Regions from separate parts of the Zea mays genome. Here region 1 is linked to region 2. A link is a contact called in public Hi-C data. All regions are on one chromosome and are shown on one strand. The core of a region is the stretch at or near the end of the contact, and the rest is flanking DNA. Distances in the headings are between cores, read along the strand shown. Region 1 holds the start of LOC103643587. Region 2 overlaps LOC100280694 (pyrophosphate--fructose 6-phosphate 1-phosphotransferase).

What was found. A called contact is a pair of places that touch in the nucleus more often than the background predicts.
Region 1: a contact with region 2 is called in a Hi-C map of tassel, with 2.5 times the contacts expected there. The contact joins the promoter of LOC103643587 here to the enhancer-like site in region 2. A contact is called at or near these places in 2 of 25 Hi-C or Micro-C datasets (leaf and tassel).

The regions. Positions count from the first base shown.
Region 1 is chr1:248,670,898-248,676,984 of Zm-B73-REFERENCE-NAM-5.0, forward strand. LOC103643587 reads right to left here and starts at 2,514. Exons shown (of 3, transcript XM_008666758.4): 1 at 2,365-2,514; 2 at 1,962-2,246; 3 at 1,699-1,849. The coding sequence starts at 2,382. The coding sequence ends at 1,802.
Region 2 is chr1:248,601,870-248,608,839 of Zm-B73-REFERENCE-NAM-5.0, forward strand. It overlaps LOC100280694 (pyrophosphate--fructose 6-phosphate 1-phosphotransferase), which reads left to right. Exons shown (of 14, transcript NM_001153613.2): 12 at 1-64; 13 at 185-313; 14 at 409-829. The coding sequence ends at 576. Among protein-coding and RNA genes, the nearest start is that of LOC100280694, 7.4 kb to the left of the region's middle. Within about 2 kb of position 1,587, at least 14 of the 20 cell types and tissues checked have an H3K27ac peak or open chromatin away from gene starts, as enhancers often do. A contact at or near this core is called in leaf and tassel, where this site is marked.

The sequences.
Region 1 (6,087 bases), core at 1,264-3,763, 70 kb after region 2:
TATCTGTAAGGCAGGATGGTTTTTACCTTAATGTATTCCAAGAGTCTTATAAAGGTGAGATGTTGTCCTACAGAACATATTTTGAGGAATACACCTATATGAGTCAAACTGCTGGTCACAGTCTATGGGACTTGGGTAATCCCTAAATACTCATGAAAGGCACTGAAGTGTGACTTATATGCTTCTAAACAGCGGGAATACCCTTTTGCAGCCTAGTATCAGCAAAGGATTTGAGTGAATCTCAATTCACACAAAACTGTCAATTCAAGGGTTAGTCCATTGTTCAGTTGTGAATGGGTGAAACTCTTATTCTAGATGGATGTTCAACTTGACAGTCTCCATCAAAACACTGGTATATCAAAGGATTGTGATTCTGATACTTCATCTTTACAAACCCTAGAGTTTGGTGGGGATTGTTGGATCTTTTATGGGCCTGGCCCATTTATTGAATAAACTCTATGGTGTGTAGTGGTGGAGAATACTAATAGTACCATATTGAAAGTCCAAGGGTCTTTTGTCTTGACTTATATGGTGGGAATTATTCCACCTAAGGCCTTGTTCGGTTATTCCCAATACACATGGATTGGATGGGATTGGAAAAAATTCTTAAGAAGTTTGACTTGTTTGGGATTCAAACCCATCCAATCCCACTCAATCCACATGGATTGAGAGCTAACCGAACAAGGCCTAAGGGCTTGTTCGGTTAGCTCTCAATCCATGTGGATTGAGTGGGATTGGATGGGTTTCAATCCCAAACAAGTCAAACTTCTTCACAATTTTTTCCAATCCCATCCATTCCATGTGTATTGGGAATAACCGAACAAGCCCTAACTTGAGAAGTCAAGAAACCGACAAGGGTGTGCCACACGCGTGCTTGCGCCGCCGCCACCGGCCGGGCCGGGCTCGGGCCGGGCGTGGCGAGGCGAGGCAGGCAGGCAGACAGGCGAGCAGGCATGGTGTGGTTGTGTTAATTTTTAGCACTCACTAACCGCGTAAACCTTTTAGTTGTCTGTCTCTTCGTCAGCTGCATGCGAGACTCTTGTCCTTCAGCTGCCTGTCCCTTAGCGTGCAGACCCTTCTCCTTCAGCTTCCCTCTGCGAGAGGTTAAATAGAGGAGACCCCTGGCACTTGGTACACGGGAATAGAACCATTTCAGAGTCACAACCCAGCCGCAAGTGAGAGTGTTCCCATCTCATGACTCTACGCGCACGGAGAAGCGAGAGGGCAGGTGCCTCCGGAGCCCTTGCCATTCGAGACCTTACACGGAGGATCGACAATTAGGTTTTTGGGGAGCGTCTACGCGACTGCCCAAAACGTCTTCTTCCTGGCGACATGACAAGGGAAGCTGGACAAGGATCCGGGTCATCAGAGCATATGGGAGGGTATGATCAGTTTATTTCCCTACTGTTTTGCGTTCTGCAGATTACATATGTTTCATATATTCACCTCTGCTATTTCATATGTAGTCATGTATTTATCTCATCTGTTTTGTCATTTTATAATATGTTATATCTGTTTGTTTTAGTTCTACCGTCATGCTGTTTATATTGCTATCTACTTATTTTTAGTTGTTCCGTAATAATTCATGAACCATGTTTATATATTTATTATATTTATATGATTCATATGCTCTATGTTCTCTTGATCCATATTGGTATGGATCAATTTGAAATCACGATTTCTATGGTTATTTATTTGTTATATATCATCATCATAATGTTAATTCATGGAATTAAAATAATACAGAAAATGACTATAATTCTAACAGTGACAGTGACACCACAGGAAGGTTTGCAACTCTTCATGCTCTGATACAGCACTGGAAGTAGCTCAGGAACTTCTTCCTTCCCTGCATCGATAGCAACAGATGGAGGACAGGAGGAGAGTTATTGGCCAGTCTTTGGCAGCATCGGTCAAGGTAGCGGTACGAGTGAGGGACGGCCGAAATCCTGAATTGTTACCGTAGGGGAGTCGTCGTGCAGCGGCAGGCGGTGGTGGTCGTCGTCGTCGGCGACGGCGGCGGCGGGGGACTTGGGCGGCTGAGCCTTGGCACTCTGCTGCTGCTGCTGCTGGAGGAGGTCCTCGTCGCCGCCGAGGCTGGCCCTGGAGAGCTCGCGCTTGTTCTGCCTGCGCATCTCCCGGATCTTGGAGAAGTCCATGGAGTAGTCCGGCACGGCGCCGTTCTTAACGTCCCACTCGCCGAACGCCGGCACGGTCATCCACCCGACCGTGGCGCCCTGCTGCCCCTGCAAATGCGGAGCGAGCGCCAACAAGCAGCTCAGAAAGTCAGAATCCAGGCGAGACTTCTTCCCCAAATGTCTCGAGAAAATAACATTCCCTGGTAACTAACTCGTACGGTCGTACCTCCTTGCGGTTCTCCATGGGAACGATGAGATGATGAGACCTCTCTCACTCGCTACCCCTCGTAGTTGCTTTAACGCTGGCTGGAGGAAATCAATCAATCGGGACTCGGGAGGCGTGTCAGCAGCGGCGTCTAGGGGGCAGGAGAGGGGACGCACGGTTATTTTAAAAAGCGGAGGAAGACAAGTAGGCCGGGCCCACCCATCCATTCCTCCTAGCCCACGGACCGCGGACGGCTGCACACATCTGGCAAGTGGACCCAGCACGAATGGGAAAGTGGGTAAGGTCGTCGGCCACAACCTGTGGGCCCGGAAGACGCAGTACCATCCGTCAGCCTTGACCTGAGTCAAGGCCCGCTTTCATCGTCGACTCGGAAAGTCGGAAGTTGGTCGGTACCGTCCATAGCGGCGTGTGCCTTTTTCTTTTTTCCTCTCTCTATATATAAAATTCACATGTATATATTGCTCGTCTATCGAGATAAAACTTTATCTAAAATTCGTAACATGCACATCACAAATCATAAGTTACTTCCTCTGTTTGACGTTTTATATTTGGACATACAAATTTAGAAAAAAGGTAAAAAAGTTATAGTATGAAAAAAACAAGAAGAGAATTAGAGATGGAAAAGTATTAAGAAAAGAAAAGGATATATATTAAAGGAAGACAAATATACATTAAAAAGTGAGAATAACAACTATTTTAATGTAAGATTTGAATTCTGTAGAACTAACTATTTTGAGCTAATGAGTTTGTCTCTTTTTTCACGTGTTGTTTCCAAGATTTGACAGGAAAACATCTTTCTCGTTTTTTAAGCTGTCATAGTGTGCGAGAAGGGCCCTTGTAGCAAGATCCTTCACAGACAAGCCAAAGGGGTCAAACTCTATAGAACAAGAGTTGTCAGTGGTAAATTGATGGATGGGGAGAAGAATCTAAATAATGTTGGGAGCAACAAGGACGTTCTTAAGGCGAAAAGGGGTGGGAAGAACCGCATCACCTATTGAGGTGATGTGGAGGACCGACCCATTTTCAATGATGATGGAGGATGGAAGAGAGGAGCGAGGAGGAATTGTGGTGGATAAAGCACCAACATTAGGGGTGGTGTGTTAGGAGGTATCAAACTCAGCAATCCAGTCTGAGACTGAGGTGGGTGGAGCCAAGCAGTTGACGATCACGACTTAGATTTAAGGTATGACGAGTTCGTACAACCGATATTGTTGGTCAGACGAGGAAGGTGATGAGGCGGCGTCGAGCGTTGTGCTCCGTACGCGTCGAGGGCTCTAACACCATTGGGCATTGGGCATAGTAGTTGCAAGTGGTCCAGTGACAGCAGCTATCGCCGACCATGCCTTGTGGTTCTACGATGGATGGATCCTGACTAACCTATGCTTAGGCGTAAGGACAGAACCGTATGCCTCATTAGTCATTAGAACCAACAATCCTGAGCGGCAAGAAGCAGTGCCACACCGCGTGCAACATGTTTGACGAAATCGTATGTCTGCTCCTGATAGTGTCGACCTCGCGACTGAATATAATCCATGCAACGCGTTTTCGTCGAGCAGCATTAGCAAATAGTACTAGCAAGTAGCAAGCAGCATGTATTTTCATTCTGTCCCATACTCCCACGTCTCGCCGTAGTCGCATAGTTGTGGACTCCCTTGCACCTGCCCCAATACCCCACGAAAGCAAGGTATGGCGAGCGCAAGGGACTGTGCATCCCACCCACCATCCCAAGGGCCCCATGAGAGGAGGGCAGTGGAGGCAGGAGGCCCGACTAGAGCTTAGGTGGGGTCGGGTGCGCAGCTATCACCAATGGGGGCGGAGCAGCGTAGAAGGCCGGTTGTGGGGCTGTTGGACACGACATAGGAGGTCCTATAGACGGTCCAAGCCACATGATGCCATGATGGATCCGGTCCATGGGTTGTAGAAGGATGACCACGATCAACCGCCATGGGCCACTAGTGGATCACCTAGGCCACCGCCACAACCACGACCGCCAAAGTTGGTAGTTAGACGAGGAGTGCCAAAGGATGGTGGAGGAGCGCTCGGACGATAGGGCACACACCCGAAGGTGGTAGGACAGGCCTTCTAGGTCTGCCCCCTGGGTTGGCACTATAGAGGGCCATCGCGACGTTGGTGGTGGTGGTGGCCACATTCGTGAGTTCCTCGGGCAGAATATCATTGCAATCCCAAACGAAGGACGGTAATAGGGTGATCCACATGAGGATAGCTCGCAGGTACACGTAGTGAGGATTGATCCCGCGTAGGAGTTTGAGAACGAGCATCTCATCCATGACTAGGGAGCCAAGGTCAGAGAGGGTGTTAGCCATGGTCTTCATCCATCGGCAGTACTCAGTGACACAGAGATCCACCATGACAAGCTGGCACAAAGCAGTGTTTAGATGGAGAATCCGGCCCTAGCGGTTGCCGAGGAACTGAGCCTCGGTAGCAACCCAGGCCTGCGAGCGGTCCCCCCACTCGTGGACGATGTCCTACATCTCGACCATGAGAGTGCCGAGGATCCAAGATAGGACCAGGCTATCCATCCGGCACTAGGCCTACTGAAAGCTCACTTGTGGGTTTTGGTGGTTTGGATGGCAACCCAATTAAAGGACTGCTAGATGTATTAAGTGTTGGATAGGTGCTTAGTGTAAAGCTTGTAAAGTTCAACATAGGTTTTCAAGAGTGATGGTCCAAAAGCTAAGTTGATTATGGTCGTGGACATCACAAGTGAAGGAGAACATTGCTTATGTGAAACTTGGTGTGTATATCTTGGAGACAACTGATCAAGCCAAGGATGGAGGCAAGAAGAGCTTTGAGGTATCGAGTGCACGGGAGAAGGTCATGGAGGCCAAGGAACCTAAAGCCAAGGTGCAGAAGACTTGCAAAGTCAAGGTTGATCGAGTTGAGAAGAGATATGGTGCGTCGAGGATCACGACTTAAGAACATGACTTACAACCAATGAGATAACATCTATGGTTATGTGGTGTAAGTCATAAGGCTCAAGATCAAGCTCAAGACATAAAGCAAGGTCACTAGAAGGAGTAGTGTCAAAGCCAGAACCTGGAAGCAACCCAAAAGAGCTAAGTTTACTTTGACCTTGAGTTTGTGTTGTTCCTGTGTTTGGATATGTTATATGTGACATATGCAGGGTGTTGGAGCTCATAGATGGCAATCTAGATCAAGTATTGGAGACTTGGAGTTTTGGAGTCCAACATCGACCTCAAATAGGCTAAAAGGAGCAAAATGAAGACAAAGGTTAAGTATGCAGGTTTGAGTGTTCAAATATGTTGCATACACCTTCTACTATGCATGGCACTTTGATTTTGCTCTCTAACCTTGTCTATAGAGAAAGTGTCATTTGGAGCTCTAGTTGACGTGAAACATAAATCCTAGAGAAAAGAAGTGAAGGAGGTATGAACCCATCACTTAGTCAATTAAGTTATGCTCTAATTATGTGTATATAAGTGCTAGGGAACCTCTAGAAGAGTTGAAGAAGTTTGGCTAAGTTTGGCCAAACTTGGGTCAGTTTGGGTCTCATCGGGCAGTCACACGAGACGCCCTCGGGCGAGTCATGACTGCACTCGAGCGAATTGTGATTGCGCTTGGGCTAATCATGACTGCGCTTGGGCAAGGCGTGACTACGCTTGGGCGAGTCGTGACTACGCTCGGAGTTGGCCTCGGGCGAATCGTGACTGCATCTCTTGTATGAGGTTGGCCTTGGGCGAG
Region 2 (6,970 bases), core at 337-2,836:
AAATGCAACTGATGCATCAGGGAACATGGTTCTTAGTGACATTGGTGTGCACCTTCAGCAGAAGGTTAGTCTATTTTTATCTTCAGCCACTGTAATGGGCATGAGGCACTGGTTGAAATGGCTCTACCTGTGTTGGTTTTACGGGTGATGAACCTTATTTTAATTTGGTCATGACATGCCACAGATCAAGTCCCATTTTAAGGACATAGGAGTCCATTCTGATGTCAAGTATATTGATCCAACATACATGCTCCGCGCTGTGCGAGCCAATGCATCCGATGCCATCCTGTGCACCGTGCTTGGTCAGAATGCTGTAAGACATCATTTCTCCTTGCTGCATCTCTGCCTCTTGACAAAATCCTTTAGTTTTCATGCCTAACCGTTTGTTGTTCTGTGTAAACCCTACAGGTTCATGGTGCCTTTGCGGGTTTTAGCGGCATCACAACCGGGGTGTGCAACACACACAATGTGTACTTGCCGATACCGGAAGTGATCAAATCCACGAGGTTTATTGATCCAAACAGTCGGATGTGGCACCGGTGCCTGACCTCAACCGGGCAACCAGACTTCCATTGATCAATTATTAAGGAAGCTTGTAGTAGCATCCGAGTGTAAAGGAAGGTTGTGTATAGTATAGCGAAAGGGACCTAATTGCTTTGTCAGGCCTTGTCTAGCAGCATATGGTTCTGCAAAACATTGTTTTGCATTGTAGATAGGCTAAGTTTGAAATAAGAGGTGAGATAGGCAGGATAGCCTTAGTATGGCAAAATGATCATCTTGAAGGATTCATGAGTGAATGATAGCTAATAAAATATTTACGCTTGATCAACCTTTGCTTGATTTTCAAAAATTCAGCCTAAATCTTAAATACACCAAAACTTCGCAAATTGTCTGAAATAAAGAAACACTTCAATCAAAGGTTGAATGCCCTGAAGTTCTTGTGGAGAATATTAAGCTACCGATACCAACAGATACTAAAAAGTTCGAAAAGAGGCAAAATGATGACTTCTGTAAGCAGGGCAGGGACTTTTCTGAGCATAGTGACAGTGCCGCAGTTTTAGCCCGTTAGTGTTGGGGCCAATAATGTCGCACATCTGCGATATGAAACTTTACAAGCAGCAAGATAGAGAATTCAAGAGTGTTTCAGGAGTTTAAACTTTAAAAGGTTAAGCATATGAAAATAGATAAAAAATTACCAAATGAAATGGGGATTTTCAAAAAGGTTCAAATCTACTCAAATGTAACACCTTACTTTTGCATGATATAAGTTTTCCTTGAGTTCCCAAAGAATATGTTCCAAATCTTGCGAAGAACTTGAATTTCTCCTTTTAACTTAATTTTTATCTATTTTACCCTAATAAGAGAAAGGGAGAAAAATATTTTTGTATAAAAATCCCGAATAAGAAATTATCCCAAACTTCACCGAATTGTTCCTCTCAATATTTCTATTTTTTTATTTTTTTTGAAGTGATTTGAAGTTCATTTGATTTGACCGGGCAACCAACAGGCTTTTTCAGCCTAGCTTGTGCCCAAGGTTGTGCCCATGCCCACACTCCCTGACAGGTGGGAACGACCTGTCAGCGCACTCGCCCACGCTCGCGCCCACACCCGCTCGTAGAACCGGCTAGTCAGCCACTCGCCCACTCCCACGCACACACACCTTTCTCTCTTCGATGTGCAGAGCCCATGTGTCATCCCCGACCTCTCGCCCATGTTCACTGTTAAACGGCACCTCCACTGTCGATCTCGCCTCTGCGAGGCCATAACGCCGCCCCTACACTCGTCACTCAACAACGAATAAAGTGGGCATTCACTCTAGCCTTTCCTCCCTGGATGCCCACACCATTACCCTAAGTGAGTCTGTCGACATTCAATCGGTGAACGACCAATCTGCTCATGCCGATGTCCTCTCCCCTCCAACCAATGGTGTGCCCCTATACAACCCAACCCCAGCACGCTCTGCTCACCCCATGTCGAGCTCTCAGCCACCAGATCCCTCTCCCCTCGCCACTCGTGTCCTCACCACCATTCAGGAGCTTCAAAGGATGTTCCACCCACACCGGAGCATCCACGACCTCCCCACCGGCTCGCTAGAGCTCGAGGAGTCCACGATAACCCTCCATCGGAGCTCTACCACCGTATAAGACCCATACCATGGCAACTCGAACTTGTCGTACCCTCGCCATCGTCGACCGAGTTCTTATGCGCGTACTCGGCTGCTGCTCAACACCAGGAGGTGCGCTAGGAGGTAATAGAACGTGCAAACTCGTTCACTCGTCCAAACGCGCACGAGTTAGACCTAAATTGCTCACCAGAGTTCTCATGGCCATGGCGAGCACCCCTCGCTGCCATTCGTGCCCTCTCGGTCACCTCCTTGCTCCCATTTCGTGCCTAGAGAGTTTGCCATGGTCTCTAATAGCTTGGTGGAATAATTGAGCCCCAACCGATACCTCAATCGTCTAGCGTAACCAACGCCGACGAGCCACCATCTATCGCTAGTGGTAGACCGAGTTCCTAGGCAGGGCTGGCGTGCGCCCAAGCTCGCGCCGGTGCAAGATTGCGACTCTGCGTGTAAAATAATGGTCGTGCATGCCTCCCATACTATCACATTCATGAGGCATTTATTTTTGAGGATCCAGTCCTATACGATCATGGGTAAGGATGTAAACGGTCGGTAACGGTCAGAAAAACTCTCTCACCGTTTCACCTTTGTAATTTTTTCTTTGGTCATACTCGGAAAACAGGAAAGTCGGAAATGGATAACGATCGATAAATTCCACTATATCCAAAATGGATAAATCTGATCAAAATAGCTCGGAATCGATCGAGAAAAGGTAACTGTAATCGGAAAACACGATTGTCCACTCATAAAGTTTAACACACAATACATAAGTCTTAAAACACGATTGTTCATTCACATCCACATACAAGTCTTAATCACACAAATATATAATATATAGTCCATACATAAATGATCATACATGTTCACTGAAGTTTTAACCACATAATATATGAGTCTTAAACACACACGATACATAAACTAGAGATCATATTTCATGTCGTCTGGATCACTCGATATATCTTCTATGACATCCGAAGAAGTAATTATCGTATCTAAAATCTCCATGTCTATAGGAAGGGATGTCATAGGCGTGAAAGTTGAAATACAATGACACAAGACAATGTTAGTATAAGAAAATCTTCTATAGCTACAAATAAGAAGTGTTTGAATTATGGGAACATATTCAGTGCACATGAGACTTTGGTGCACATATGGTGCACATGAACTAACAAAGCCATAGCTATTAAGTTTTAGGTTCGGGACGTGTACATATAGGGATATGCGTGATTTCTGGATGATCTGTGAATGGTTTTCGTTGTTCTTGATGCAATGGTCATGTAACGAACTACTCCTACTAGTCGGTATTCCACCATCAGAGTTAAGTGATACACATAATACTAGTTGAAGCAAGATTAGATCAATGTGATTGGTCAAATAAAAACCCAGTTTCATACGCCGCAAGCATTTGATGTGCAGTAGTATATTGGATATACTACCGATTCAGGTTTATCGTTGTGATGATGTCTTACCATAAAACGATCATAACTTTTTGTAAGAAATTTGGATTGAGGAGAGTTCTATACACAAATTGATCTACAAAAAAAAGTTACACATGAATTTTTGTGGCTTTGCCGCATCAAGCGAAATTATATTTCCCAAATTCACCTCCAAATTTGGGTTTCGAGAGGTTTAAGTTTAGACGTCAGAACACCTAACTTGTTTTTTTAGGATTTCTATTGTGACCGGTATGGCTATTATGTGTATATGGTGCATGCATGCAATTTATTCATGGCCTACATGTCATGAACATGTCAATATGGCTGGAACCATATGCATAGTCAAATCTGATGTAATGATCTGCATGTCAACATGTGATGATCTAACGCATACATGTAATTTGTTTACTAGCATACATTAGTTAGCTCATGAAGAACTCATCACTTGAAGGATGACATACCTACATCATGGAGATGGATATCAACATGATGGACAAATTATTGGAGATAGAGATCACCATGTAACAGCAAGCCATAATGAATCACAATTGTTGTGTGAATGTCATTCTTAATGTTCTACCTGTTCATGCAAATGTTGTTCTTGCGTGAAGTAGCATGATCCCTCATAAATGTTTAAGCTTAGATGACTCCCCAAACCTTGCACTATCATGAGTCTTGTACAATTGGTGGTGGGTCTATGAAATTAGGGTACCACTAGTTAGTTCTCCTTGACTAGATAGGTTTGTATCGGATACTTACCGCATAAGGGTTGGTTAACTTAAACAAAGTTGGCTTAATGTTCAACGACTTTGGGGCATAAGGTTGGAGCCAAGACATAGATATGTCACCCAACAACAGAAGCCATATATGATATTATTAGCAACGAGTTGCTTACCGATCTCCCTTGTCTTCTAGCGGTGATGCTAAAGCTCACTAGTAGACTTGTTAGTTGTGGGTTCTGAATCACTAAGTATCAATTGAGGGATATTGATTTTAGTGGGAGTAGATTCTATCAAATGTTTAATATGATTTACTCTATCATGGATATTTTTGTCTTAGTATTTTGCAGTAGTTTGTTGTAGATAAATGACACATAGCAACCAATCATTTAATTTGTGATAAATTCTTGAAAAAGATAAGCTGAATGGAACAAACTATACAGATTGGATCCGTAACCTGAGAATTGTTCTCAGGGTTGAGAAAAAGGAAGAAGTTCTAGACACCCCACTTCTAGAGGAACCTGCTGAAGATGCAACTGTTGTTATTAAGAACGCTTACAAAAAAGCAATGGATGCTAATCTTGAAGTGAGTTGCCTTATGCTTGCTTGCATGGCGCCCGAGCTACAGATATACTTTGAGACAAACCATGAGGCGTACGATATGACTGTGGCGCTCAAAAATATGTTCAAGACTTAGACTAGGACTAAAAAGTTCAATGTTTCCAAAGCCTTTATGGAATGCAAGCTAGCAGAAGGCACAACAGTTGGGCCACATGTGATCAAAATGGTTAGTTACACTAAGAGGTTGGAGAAGCTAGGCTTTCCACTAGGCCAAGAGTTGGCCAATGATTTTATTTTGGTATCTTTTCTGCCCAGCTATAGAAACTTCATCTTGAACTACCATATGCATGGAGCAAAGAAGGGCCTCAATGAGTTGTGTGGCATGCAAAAACATCAGAGGGTGATATAAAGAAAAGCGCAGGCAGCAGCATCCATGTGATGGCAATCCAAAACAAATCCAACTTTAATAAGAAGGGTAAATCTTAGAAGAAGGGTAAGGCTAAAGATACAATCTCCAAGCCAAACCAAAACCCAAGGCTGAACTAGCTGCAGATGTTGAGTGTTTTTATTGGAAAGAACTTAGTCACTGGAAGAGGAATTTCAAGTAGTACTTAGCCTCTATTAAGGATCATGGCAATAAGGGTACTCCCACAGTAGGTACATATGCTATTCACATTATAAACATTTTTCTTGTTGATTCTTATATTAATTCTTGGGTATTTGATACCAAATCAGTTGCCAATATTTGAAATTCGATCACTACAACAAACTTGTTAATCTATGATGCTCAATCCGTGACGATACCTGCAAATCGTCATAGATAACCGTCACAGATGCTCATCTGTGACGATTTCAATGGTTATCTATGACGATTTGCAGGTATCTGTCATGGATTGAGCGTCATAGATTAACAAGTTTGTTGTAGTGGATGCAGGGAATGATAAGAAGTAGAAGCGTGAAAAGAGGATAATTTGATTTCCGCATAGCTAATAATGCAACAGTCGTTGCGTTGACCGTCGGGACAATGCAACTCCACCTCTAGTCATGATTTATTATGGAGTTAAATAATTATTATCTAGTTCCTAGTACGGGTTCAAAACATTTTATCCCCTTCATGTTTGATGAAGGATCGTTATTCATTTAAGAGTGAAAACAATGGTTATGTGATATCTAAGGATTGTATGTTTATGGCTTTTGCATCCATTATGAATCGGTTATTCATTTTAAATCTTGACGATTCACATGTATATAATATAAGTGCTAAAAGGCCTCGGTCTAATGATTTCAGTACTACCAACACGTGGCACTATCGCTTGGGTCATATTTGTGAGAAGCACATGAAGAAGCTTCATTCTAATGGGCTTTTAACTTCATCTAATTTTGAATCATACGAGACATGTGAAGCAAGCGTACTTTACAAGATGACCAAGGAACCCTTCATAATTTTACTAGAGAGGGCATTAGATTTGTTGGAACTCATACATACTGATGTGTGCGGACTAATGAGTACGACAGCTAGGGGAGGATTCCAATACTTCATAACTTTCACTGATGATTTTAGTAGATACGGTTATGTCTACTTAATGAAACATAAGTTTAAATCTTTAGAAAAGTTCAAAGAGTTTTAGAATGAAGTGGAGAATCATTGTGGCAAGAAAATGAAGCACTGCGTTATGATCGTGGAGTTGAATATTTGAGCCATGAGTTTAGCAATCATCTAAAAAGTTATGGAATTGTTCTGCAACAAATACCTCCTAGAATGCCTCAGAGGAATGGTGTGTCTGAGTGATGTAATCGGACATTATTGGATATGGTTCGATCAATGATGAGCCAGTCAGACCTACCTTTGTTGTTTTGGGGTACGCTCTTAAACAACATCTTTCACACTAAATAGGGTACCATCGAAGTCCGTAGCTAAGACACCATATGAGATGTGGACTGACAAGGCTCCTAGTTTGTCTTTTCTAAAAATTTGGGGTTGTGAGGATGTCGTCAAGCAACCTTAGTCAGATAAACTTAGTCCAAAATTGGACAAGTGCATGTTCGTGGGATATTCAAAGGAAACTTTGTGATATTACTTTTACCATTGGTTAGAGGGCAAAGTTTTTGTCACCCGGAACCATGTTGTATTA